Regions from separate parts of the Mus musculus genome. Here region 2 is linked to region 1. The links are chromatin contacts, called in public Hi-C maps. All regions are on one chromosome and are shown on one strand. The core of a region is the stretch at or near the end of the contact, and the rest is flanking DNA. Distances in the headings are between cores, read along the strand shown. Region 1 has its middle 74 kb from the start of Tmem182. Region 2 holds the start of Gm28175 (a long non-coding RNA gene).

What was found. A called contact is a pair of places that touch in the nucleus more often than the background predicts.
Region 2: a contact with region 1 is called in a Hi-C map of cortical neurons, with 5 times the contacts expected there. The contact joins two enhancer-like sites. A contact is called at or near these places in 4 of 484 Hi-C or Micro-C datasets (cerebral cortex, cortical neurons and neural progenitor cells), 3 of 115 datasets of contacts at active chromatin or transcription factors (astrocytes, embryonic forebrain and forebrain) and 2 of 9 other capture datasets (embryonic tail and embryonic trunk).

What each region holds. Positions count from the first base shown.
Region 1 is chr1:40,876,418-40,881,926 of GRCm38.p6, forward strand. No RefSeq gene overlaps it. Among named protein-coding and RNA genes, the nearest start is that of Tmem182, 74 kb to the left of the region's middle. Within about 2 kb of position 2,819, at least 10 of the 459 cell types and tissues checked have an H3K27ac peak or open chromatin away from gene starts, as enhancers often do. A contact at or near this core is called in cortical neurons, where this site is marked.
Region 2 is chr1:42,252,543-42,258,248 of GRCm38.p6, forward strand. It overlaps Gm28175 (a long non-coding RNA gene), which reads left to right and starts at 5,310. Exons shown (of 4, transcript XR_865384.2): 1 at 5,310-5,429; 2 at 5,692-5,706. Within about 2 kb of position 1,444, at least 4 of the 459 cell types and tissues checked have an H3K27ac peak or open chromatin away from gene starts, as enhancers often do. A contact at or near this core is called in cortical neurons, where this site is marked.

The sequences.
Region 1 (5,509 bases), core at 1,569-4,068:
TTCAGAGGCAGTGCTTTGTCCCTGTGGGGCAAATGCCCCTCCCCCACTTTCTCATCCCCTGCCCTTCTCCCTCATCCTTGATTTCTTTGTCTCTTATTCCCGCCCCTTTGTTTCTCTGGGGCAAATAAATCAATTTTGTGCTGAGAATTGGGACTTGTGGTGTTGTGCCAACTTTGAGGTCTTCGAGGGTGGATAGAGACATGGTTCTGCAGTTAAGAGTAAATTCTGCTTTTCCAGAGGACCTGGCTTTGATCCCCCTCATCTACAACGAAGCTTACAATTAATTGTAATTCCAGTTCCAATGGATCCCCTGTCCCATTCTGGTCTGCATGTGCTGTGCTTACATATGTACAGGCAAAACAGTCATAAAGACAAGTGCTTACATGTGTGCAAAACACTCAGAAAGAAAATAAGAAATAAGTCTTAAAGAAACAATAATAATTAATAAATAATAATAATGCCAATAGTGACACTGAAAATGATGAAACCACTCAAATAAACAAGAGCCGAGGAAGGTTCAGTGACTCGCCCAGGTTAAAGGGCACAGAGGCACTGGAATACTCAGTTCCCCGCTGTCTCTGTAAGTACGCACAGACAAGAGAAGCTCGGGCTCTTGAGAAAGAAAATGGTCCGTATGTGAGCAGATGGCTTGAACTCTGAATTTATCACCAGGTTGTGAGAAAAACCGAGGATCCTCCGTGAGTTTCTCTTGCTTCCACTTGGCGGTTGTTCTCTCTGCAGTAAAAGGCTCCCGGGGTCTACTTCTAATTTAATGCAGAGATGAAAATCTGCCAACACTAGTTGCACCTGAGATGTTACATCCTCAATGACAGCATTCTCCTCACCTCACTCTCTGGAAACTCAGGGTGATGAGCACCGTCAGACAGTGGTGCACACAGCAGTGTTGGAGGCTGGTGTAGGAAATGCCCGCTAATTGTAACAACGCACAGAAAAGCCGAAGAAAACCACAGAGAAAAGCCTCATGGAAATGCTACACACTGGTCACCATCACCACCACCACCGCCACCACCATCATCACCATCACCACCATCATCATCATCATCGCCATTGCCATCGCAACGTCTTTATGTTTCCCAGAATCTTACGTGGTTTGTGTCCTTTGGTGATTGCTTTATCTCACTTAACATAAAGTGGTTTCCTGATTCTTTCACCTCCTTTTCTGCCTTTTGGTGGCAAAGCATCAAAATAACGACTTGGATTTGTTATGTAAGTTTTCTTTCTGAATCTTTCGTGGTCCGATTGTAACTTATCACTAGCCATGAATAGTATTCTATTTTCTGGATGATCCAAAGTTCCTTCTTTCCAGTGACATATTGAAAGACATCTTGGTTATCGGTAAATGAGCAGTGGGTGCTGAACGCCCTCTCCCCTCCTCCCCGAGTGACTGATCAGGATCTAAGGAGACTTCGGAGCATTCTAAGCAGAAGTATGGATTTCTGATGTTCTCTTAAATGCCAGGAAGACTAGAAAATACAACTACTCGCACTGTTGAGTCATCTGGATCAGAACTGACCTCCCCACCTGTCGTGTCTTCATGTGGTCCTGGTTCTGAAGGCTTCGGTTAAGTTATCTTTTCCCTCTTTAGTTGACAAGCAATGATTTCATACACACACACACACACACACACACACACACAAACACATATGACACGGTGGGAAGGATTGTGGAATGATTAAATCAAGCTGTCTTAAATGTCTATGACGTTTTTTTACTGTTCCTGGGGACCTGTAATACATTTCCAAAATTCATTTGCACAACGGTTCTTTTATTGGAGAGCCATGAGAACATAGGTATAGACATGACTCACACAGGAAGTGGCAGGCCTCGGTGTGAATACTACAAGGAGAACTCCGTCCAGTCTCTAACCTGTCCTAGGAGGAGGGCATAGCTGCTCACGTTAGAGAGCTATGTGAGCCTACTTGACAGATTGCAAGGGCAGGCTTATCTCAGCATGGACTTCTGAAGCTGACTGAAGTCACAACACAGACGCACAAGACACTGGAGACTTGCTGATGCCTTTCTGGCAACAAACCAGGAAGAGAGAGGTGTCTGGGCCAAAGAAAGATCCACAAGGAACTTGCAAACCGGAACTGTTGTGCCAGGAAGTACTTCTTTCGTGAACCCAAAAGACCACCAAGGAGCCTTTTCCGATGTAATCACATTAGGGTCTCCTTATTGGAAACCTGAGTTTGGGCTTACACACTGCTGACCCACTGGATAGTTTGATGAAGCAGCCACGGGCTCTCATCAGGACAAAGTTTTATAGGGAAATGGGAGCAAGTGAGGGGGTGGAGGTGGGGTCCATCCTGGCAAGTATTTAATAGCATGACTATTATAAGGTGGGTGGTCTAAAGCAAGACCATGAACAATCAGTCTGATAGTACATCTGAAACAATCAGACTGATCTTTTATTAACTGTTGCTAGGAAGTAGCTAGGGAGTGACTCTGGCCAAGAACAAGATGTGGAGTCCTTCCTGGTACTTGGGTGCAGCTTGGGTTCATCTGGGGGTCAAGTTCTCAGGCTCTTTTTCTTTTTCCTTTTTCTTTTTCTTTTTCTTTTAAGATGGAGGCCAGTTCCAAGATAGAGTAGGTTTTGGCCTCTCAGAACAAGTCAAAACAAATTTATTTTGATGAAAATCAGTCATGGCGCTGGGATTGGTATCAGTCCACGGTGACAGCTAGCTATTGATGAGCCTTGTAGCTATTGACGAGCCTTGTAGCTATTGATGAGCCATGAGAAGAAAGCTATGGACCTATAGCTTTAAAAATTATAAACTCGGGCTGCAACTTTTAAAATTGCCACAAGGCGGCGCGATGTACCCATGAGGAAATCATTCCTTTGGAAAACCAGGGACATTTCAAGTCTTTTGAGCCCATTTCTAAAGATGATTGAGGTCTGGCCGAACAGGAAATAGGGCAGAAGGGAGTGTGAGGAAGAGGAGGCCAGAGAAAGAGATTTATATCCTTGGAAAGCTTCGGAAAGGTGGATGCCTCAGTGTTTACAGGGCTGTTAGGGTCTGTTTTCCCGACTGCACTAAAAGCTCAGCTTCATCCTGAGGAGAACTGAGAGGGTAGTTGTTCCTATGTGACTCTCCATGTAGCAATCCAGGCTTGGGAAAGTCTCGCCGGTTCTCCAAAGGCTCCCTTCGGAGAAGTAGAGCAGGAACTCAGGTTAGCACAGGATTAGTGAGTCTGATAAATGTTTTTCAGGTGCAGTTTTGGAGAGATCCTGAGTCTCAAGCTGTCCCTACACCAGAATGTCTGCTAAAACAAAAAACAAGACAGCCAAGAAGGAAAAAGGAGAAGTGGCGGGACACTGGCTTAAGAGAGTTCATAGGCTGCCCAGATTCTTTCCCTCAGAAACAAGATCGCTCTAAACAACAGAAAGTTCCCGGAAACATGGGGAGTTAGGACTCAAATAAGAGCTGATTTGGGGCACACACACACACACACACACACACACACACACACACACATGCTTCTCACTGGCACACTCACACACACACATGCTTCTCACTGGCCCCCACACACAAACATACACACTTCTTACTGGCCCACACACATTTCTCACTGGTGTGTGTGTGCATGTGTGCGCATGTGTGTGTGTGCGCGTGTGTGCACATGTGTGTGTGTGCGCGTGTGTGCACATGTGTGTGTGTGCGCGTGTATGTGCTCGTGTGTGCGTGTGTGTGTGTGTGTGTGTGTGTGTGCACGTGCACACACGCACCTCTCTATTTGCCACAGCATGAACTGCAGAGCTGACAATCTCCAGTTCACATTATAGTTAAGTGGTTTCTCCATCAATCTCCACAGTTAAAAATACATCACACAAATTACTATGCTGCCTGGTGAAAATCCGTGAGACTCTTGTTTTCTGCCATTTATTTCTAAAACATTTTGGCACTTTCTGCAGAAGTCGTCGCCTTCTCGGTCATGCTGGGGGCCTCTCCGTTTTAGGTTGTTATTAAGCCAAGAATCCTGGAGATCCACAGAGAAACAAACGGGGTATCAGGAAGGCCGTGCCGGGGACACAATTAACTACAGCAGGCAGACCAGGGCTCAGAGCCTGAGAGTCCTGGCCACTGGACCATGGGCTTCCTTTGAGGACTTTCTGTCTGGAATGTGGGTAGAGCCTGTGCCCAGCCCCTAAGGACCCAAAGTCCGGGTGCTTATCATCTGAGAACTCAGCTTTCAATGTGCCCTGTCACTGACCAACTAAGGAAGGACTGTGGTGACCACCTCACATGTCCCCTGCATAATCTGCAGCAGCAGGAGTGTCCTGCAGGGGACAGGATCTGAGCTGCTCTAGTTTCCAGCAGATGTCACCGTGGAACTGTTAAAATGGGGAAGAAAGACTGAAGCTTTAGGGAGCTGGGCCCCAAACAAAGGACCATGAACCCAAAAGGCACAGGGGTCATGTAGCAATAACATGTGGATTTTAAACCTGCTGGGTGTTGTGGCAGAAGCCCATAATCCCAGCAACTGGGAGTTTGAGCTCAGCCTGGGCTACATAGTGAATACAGGTTACCCAAAGTCTCAGGACAAGAACCTGTCTCAAAAATGAAATAGCAAAGCGAAGTAACTGAGCAAGAGTTTCCGTTCAGAGCCCCAGGGCTCTGCGCACACCGCATCTGTCTTATATTTGAACTGTTGGTGTCTTTCCATCTTACCAGGTCTAAAAAGGCAGCCAGGAGCTAACTGAACAATTACTTATAAGATGTTGTTGGTGTTATTCATTTGTACAAAGTAACGATTTTAGGACACTTTGACACAGTTAAACAACATACTCTGACCACAGCTACCACTCTAGACCCTTCCTAGCCAACAAAAAAGATAGTGATCTGTATTTCAAAGTGGCAATGGCCATGTAACAATATTTTTCCCTTGGAAAGAAATTTTTTTGGGGGGGGGAGGATTATTTTTAGTTAGTGGAAGTCAGTAGCTGTCATGCAAGGTCTGGGGAATCCAGAAGGGTACAATCAGGTCCTGCCTCTGCCTTCCCTCTGTATATGTGGCCTTGGAGAATTTGCATAATTTTGAGCTTTGAGACTCCGTTCTGTGACAGGGTAATTGGGAAGGTTAAAATGCAGTAACGGTTATGTGAGAAGCCCATATGGTTAGCAAGTTCTGAGCATAGACACAGCCATGGATTGTGGTTTTCGCATCATCGTGATTTTAATATTTTTACTACATTTTAAGTAAATTATGCACACTCAGTATTATCATGTGTCCAATATGGTTGATGCCAACAGTGGCTGGCCCATGTCACCTTGGACTCTGCTTTCTATTGTACCATCAGTGTGGTCCAGTCATCTTTGCCACACTGGACCCTAAGACTCATTCCAGCACCTTCTGTTTCCCTCCTTCCCTGTGACGGTGTTGGTCCTCTTTCTGGATCCTTCATTACAATTCACCATATTCAGACAGATCCCTGGCCTGGCCATGCAGTCCCTGGCATCCATTTCTGTCATGACTGATAGTCCGGTGT
Region 2 (5,706 bases), core at 194-2,693, 1.4 Mb after region 1:
CACAAGCAGACAGCAGAGACTTGACAGCCGTTAATAAGTAACCAAGTCCAAGCTACCCAGCTGAGGTGGTTAGAAGATGTTTGAAATCCACACTGTCATTTCTTCTTGCCACAGACCTTGCAAAGGTTATTTATACAAACAAACAACAACAATAACAATAACTACTACAACAAAACCTTTGTCTTGGGAAATGGCTCAGTGGGTAGAAGGTTTGCCATGAAATCTTGGGGACCTGAATTCAGATCCTGGTACCCTGGTAAACCTGGGGGTGGCAGTGCGCATTTATAATCCTCGTTCTGCTTCAGTGAGATAAGACTTGGATATTGGAGAATCCTGGAAGTTCACAAACTGGCTAACCTCTGGCCATTGGTCCTTTGCTCCAGGAACTGAGCTCCTGTTTTCAGACTTATCTCATCTGGTACGCACTGGTCCATCTTTCTGGCTCTCTGATTTTGTTCTTTTTTTTTTTTTTAATTTCTAAACCCATGCTTTATTTTAATATACAGCAATATAACTCACATTTTAAGTAACTCTATGTTAGAATGATTAACTTTTGTTTTGATTTGCTTTTTTCAAGACATGGTTTCTCTGTATGTAATCCTAGCTGTCCTGGACTCAGGAGTCCGGCCTCAAACTCACAGAGATCTGCCTGTCTCTGCCTCCTAAGTGCTGGGACTAAAGACATGCACCACCACTGCCTGGCTGATACAACGGGTCGATACACTTTTAAACAGAAGAAGAAAGAGGGTGGGAGAATTATCAGATTATGTACCTCTCCAACTCCTCCCCCCAAAAATTGTTAAATCAATCTTTCTAAATGGATCAGTGCCACGTATGCATATCAGGACTATTGGTCAATGGAATTAAATTTTTTTAAATTTCATTCTTAAAACAACAACAACAAAACATGATTCTGCAGTTTCAAGTTTCTTTATTATCTTATATCTTCCTTTGAATTTTGTTCCCATGGAATTCCAGGAGCAGAAGTCACAGGTGGAGGATGGGGTACCAGAGTGGAGGGACTCCTCAGAAGGCCACCCTGCCCGACCACACTCCCAAGTACAACTTGAGGGCTCAGAGACTCTCCGGGTCTCAGCCCACTGCTTTAACCCTAAATCACCTCACATTGTATCTGTGAGCATTTTAATTGATGAAGAACATGGGAGAAGTCTCCAAGGAATTTAAATTTGCCATTCAGAGAACAAAGATCCCACTTCTTCCCTTCCCTTCCGTGTCTTTCATGAGGTCTCTGCATTCTAAAGCAGTTAGGATTTAGTTACACAGTCTGTCTTTTCTCCAAAGCATATAAGTGTAAGTTTTAAAAATAGTTTGGATCAAAAACATTTCTTGTAAGTGAAGAAACTGAGGTAGGGAGTGACTAAGCAGTTTTCTTGGGACACTCATGACTAAGCACAGGCTCACACGGCCTTTGGGATTTAATTTATTCCAGAGAAGGGCCAAGTTCCAGACTATGCAACTTGCACATGAAAAAGCCACCCAAACAAGACTACTTTCCTGAATTTTAAATAGAAGACTTAAATTGCTCACAAGTAAGCACAAATTTCCCAAGTTTGACTGTGTAAGATCCTTCAGAACAGGCACAAAATGGACAGAAAACGAAGAGAATGGGAAAACAGGCGCACACACACAGAAAAACCTCACTTTTTAATAATATTAATGTTACATCGTATAATGCTTTGTACATACTGCAAGATGAAGTAATCTTTACCTTCTATATATAGTTCTTAAGCATTGTTACCAATAATTAATGAAAACATAATTCAACACATATATTTTCCTTCTGAAAATTCTAAGATCAATCATATAATGTAAAATAGATGTAATCCAGACTTAACCCACAAGCCTTAAATTTTATTCCCTACTTACCACTGATCTGATCAAACAAATCCTAATGAGTTTGTTACATAGTAGCATTGTACATTTAAGTGGGAATGATGGCTCAGTTATATTTTAAATTCTAGGTTGTCCCTTGCCAACAGAAACATAAGCAATGTTTTACTAGGATACTTGAAGGGTCCCAAAGATGTGGCCTCAGCAACACAGATCCCAGGGACTGTCAGAAAGCTAGCACGCATGGAAATAAGTCAGTGGTTGGAAGGAAAAAAAGTTTGGAAACTACAGACTCAGCCAGGTGAGCAAAGACACAAGATGAAAGAAAAGAGTCCCCAGCATGAAGGAAGGGTCGAAAGCTCTTCATGGAAGGAAGGCACCGCATCTGCAACTTGTGAAGGGCTGCAAGCTAGACAGACGGTCTTCTAATGAGCCAGACGTGGGGAGAGTACAGGGAGGCTCCTACTAGCAAAGAAGCTGGAGCGGCACTGCCATGGTGCTCTCTAGATATCAGAGTATACGGGTCACGGTGCGTTTTTAATTTTTATATTGAGCTTTACATACATGGGGGTATGCTTGTGCAACTGCAGCAAATCCAACTGAAAACAGCTTTGGATGTTTATGTAAAGAGGGAAAAGATTCAAAGTTTCAAGGACTTTTTAATTGTTCCCCACTGGCAGTTACTATTTACCTACAAGGGGAGTTTTCTTTCTGGTGCCTACATTGTTATGACCTAATAGATGTGATTTTATATTCTCAGTGTTGGTTCATAAACAATAACATAGTTATATATTTTTAAGTTTTCTGAAATAGAAATTCAGCACTATGAAAAAGACAAAGAGTCTTCAAAGCATAGAAATAAAGGTAGCCAAACTGGGACAAACGAACTGAATGCATACAAAAGAGACTCTGTAATTGGGGTTCTACTATGCCTTCTCCCCCAACTTAAGAGAAGAAATAAAAAATGGTTTTCGAGCACTGGCCTATCTATACATTAAAAATTGTCAAGGTTTAACACAATTTTATACTATATGATGGCTTGAGAGGAAGTGGATATATGCATTCATTTCCCCAAATATATCACTGAAGGCAGTATTAGCAATGGAAAGATTCTCGACCAAGAATTATTTCTTTCTAGAAAAAATATGGATGAATTAACACCATAAGCTTGAAGTGGTAATTTTATGTTAATCATTTCTACATTTCAGAAGGCATCAATACTTTGGGGCATTGAGTGTATGCTCAAGTGTATGTGCATTTGTGAGTGAGTGTGTGTGTGTGTGTGTGTGTGTGTGACAGAGAGAGAGAGAGAGAGAGAGAGAGAGAGAGCATTGTGTGTGTATATGTGTGCACTCCCATGTGTGTGTACGCACATAAATGCTCTTTGTGTGTCTGCTTCTCATACGCAGGCAGGGTTCATCTTAGCAAATTCCAAAGGAAGAATTAAATGTTCTTGACATTCCATCTAATAGACAGTGGGTGGCATCATCTTAAGCAGCACATGATGGAGGTTTGAATTTGGCAGTATTTTCGTTATTTGGGCTACAAACTCTACCCAAATTTGAAGGACTTTCTACATTAGTAATTAATAGGGCCCCATTATGCTAACTATCATCCAACTTAGGACATCTTACAGGAAAGATAAGAGATGAATAATTTGAAGTAATTTTCTTGTAATCATGCCAATCACTTGAGCAAAGTAGTTATTAAAGGAAACGGTACTATGATGAATTATAGGACATCTCACATTGAATACCTTTCTTATCAGCTACTTATAGTCTCTGATGCTTGAAAAAGGGCAAACAAGTAGATGCCTGTTCCGAATAACACTCCTGTTATTGTAAATAGAGGTTTGTTTAGTAAACCCTGCATTCTAATGAGGCATGAAAGGCATCCTTTACCTTCCTTCTGCCCATCTCTGAGCAGAGCCGAAGTTCACAGGCTTTGCTCTCCCTTGGAAAGGAAGCAGATGAAGCTCGAATCACCTTTGATGACAAGAAGCCCTTCCAGTTCAGATCTGCTGAAGTGATTAGACATTATTTATCTAATTAAATGTTCAAAACACATCATTATTGAAAGGAATAAATTTAGTACATTTGTTGAGCGGTGTTAACTGAAATGTAACTGCACATCATTTGACTTTTTAACATTTTATTATATCTATTAAGTCTTTCTGTGCTTAATTAAATCAACTTATTTTTTACAGTTAATTTAATGTGATTTCATTTTCGTTACGGAGTCTGAATCAGATATTACAGAGAAAGCCAACTGTATACACAAATTAAGCTTTGACTCCTCAGGTGTTCTCCTGCGTCTCATTCAAGTTTGCTATCTCAGAATGCGCACCATGATTTCGAATAGATGTTATTTTTTACACAGAGGAAGGCTCTTTCCTGATCTTTGGTATTATTTTTGAAATGCAGCTGTTTCTTTAAGAGTAGAGGACAGTCATGTTAATACTATTTTGCATCCTAGATCACAGTCACCACCTTGATCTAGGTCAGGGAGCCATACTTTTAGCACTTGGGGAAGTAAATAAAAGCAAGAATGTGAGACCGTGGTCAAGGCTTGCTGCCGCACTGCCATTGGACTTCTCAGTTGTTCTTCTAGGAGCAGCGATGTTTAAAGATCAGTGCTGCGGCTTCTCAAACGAAGTAGGTAATGAACAGCAAGGGCCGGCCAATTGGAGGCACAGAACTCACTAGTTCATTCTGACTACTCTATTCAAATGAGCACAGGTCTGTGATTGCATTAAACAGCACTCTTCTTGTCCCAGGCAGGAACCCTAAACTGTGAAGTGGGGAAAAGAAGTGGAGCAAGATTGAGGCCATAATGATAGGTGTCAATCAAGTACTGTGGATGGTGACACCCAGGGTGGAGTGCGGCATTTTGGAACATTTAAATCTGCACTTATAATCTCAGATGGAGGTTATAGCTGAAAATAAACAGGGGAGGAACATTCAAAGGTTGTAAATTCTAATTACGCATTGAGATCAGCTTGCAAAGCTTTTTTTTTCCCTCCCCCAAATGTTGGGCTGTTTCAGATTCTGTCTGCTTTCTACTAAGAACACCGAAAAGGAAGGTTTTTGAAGTCTCATCTGACAACCCGGATGGAGAATGTAAAAGGTAGCCAAAGACATGGTTAGGGGGTCTCCTTTCCTCAACAGAAAACAATGAGGAGGAGAAAAAAAGTTTAAAAAAAAAGATAAAAGAAAAAGTGAGCTTTTGTGTGCCTAGGTATCCTTCCCAGCCCCTGCAAGGCCTGGGGCATCACTAGCCACGAATCCCTCCCCGAGTTCCCGGTCCTCATTCTGGTTTTACCCCATGGCCACTTGGACTGGCTTTGATTCCCCAGGGTAAGTGTTCATGATCACAAATTTGGCCAAAAGATTTTTCATTACCCTCCAACATTTCTTTTCACCTCCAACCTCTAGGCAGGACCCTGGCTTTCCCTTTGGAGCCAGGAATATAAAGACACGGGGCCATCGGGCTGACCCAGAGGGCCCAGCTGTCAATCACAGTCTCGCCATCTCTGCTGCCTTTCACACCAGGCAGCTGGACCCATCGCTGTCAACCAGGTAACAACCCCCAGACAATAGCGGCCTGAAAGCCTGGTCTAGACACTCTTTTAGCCACTTACTCGCTGCTCTTGGCAGCTGTTGAAGCATAAATAAGCAGTTTGTAATCAGAAAGCTGACATCATCGCAGCGCGGCTGAGAGGGGAGACTGTTCCTGGGCACTGAACGGTTTTTTTCTTGTGTGTGTATGTGTGTGACAACAGATTCCGGGGTGGGGATGCAGATTTGTGCCATGCTAAGCTGGTCTTTCTTTGATTTACAGAAAACAATTGGATCA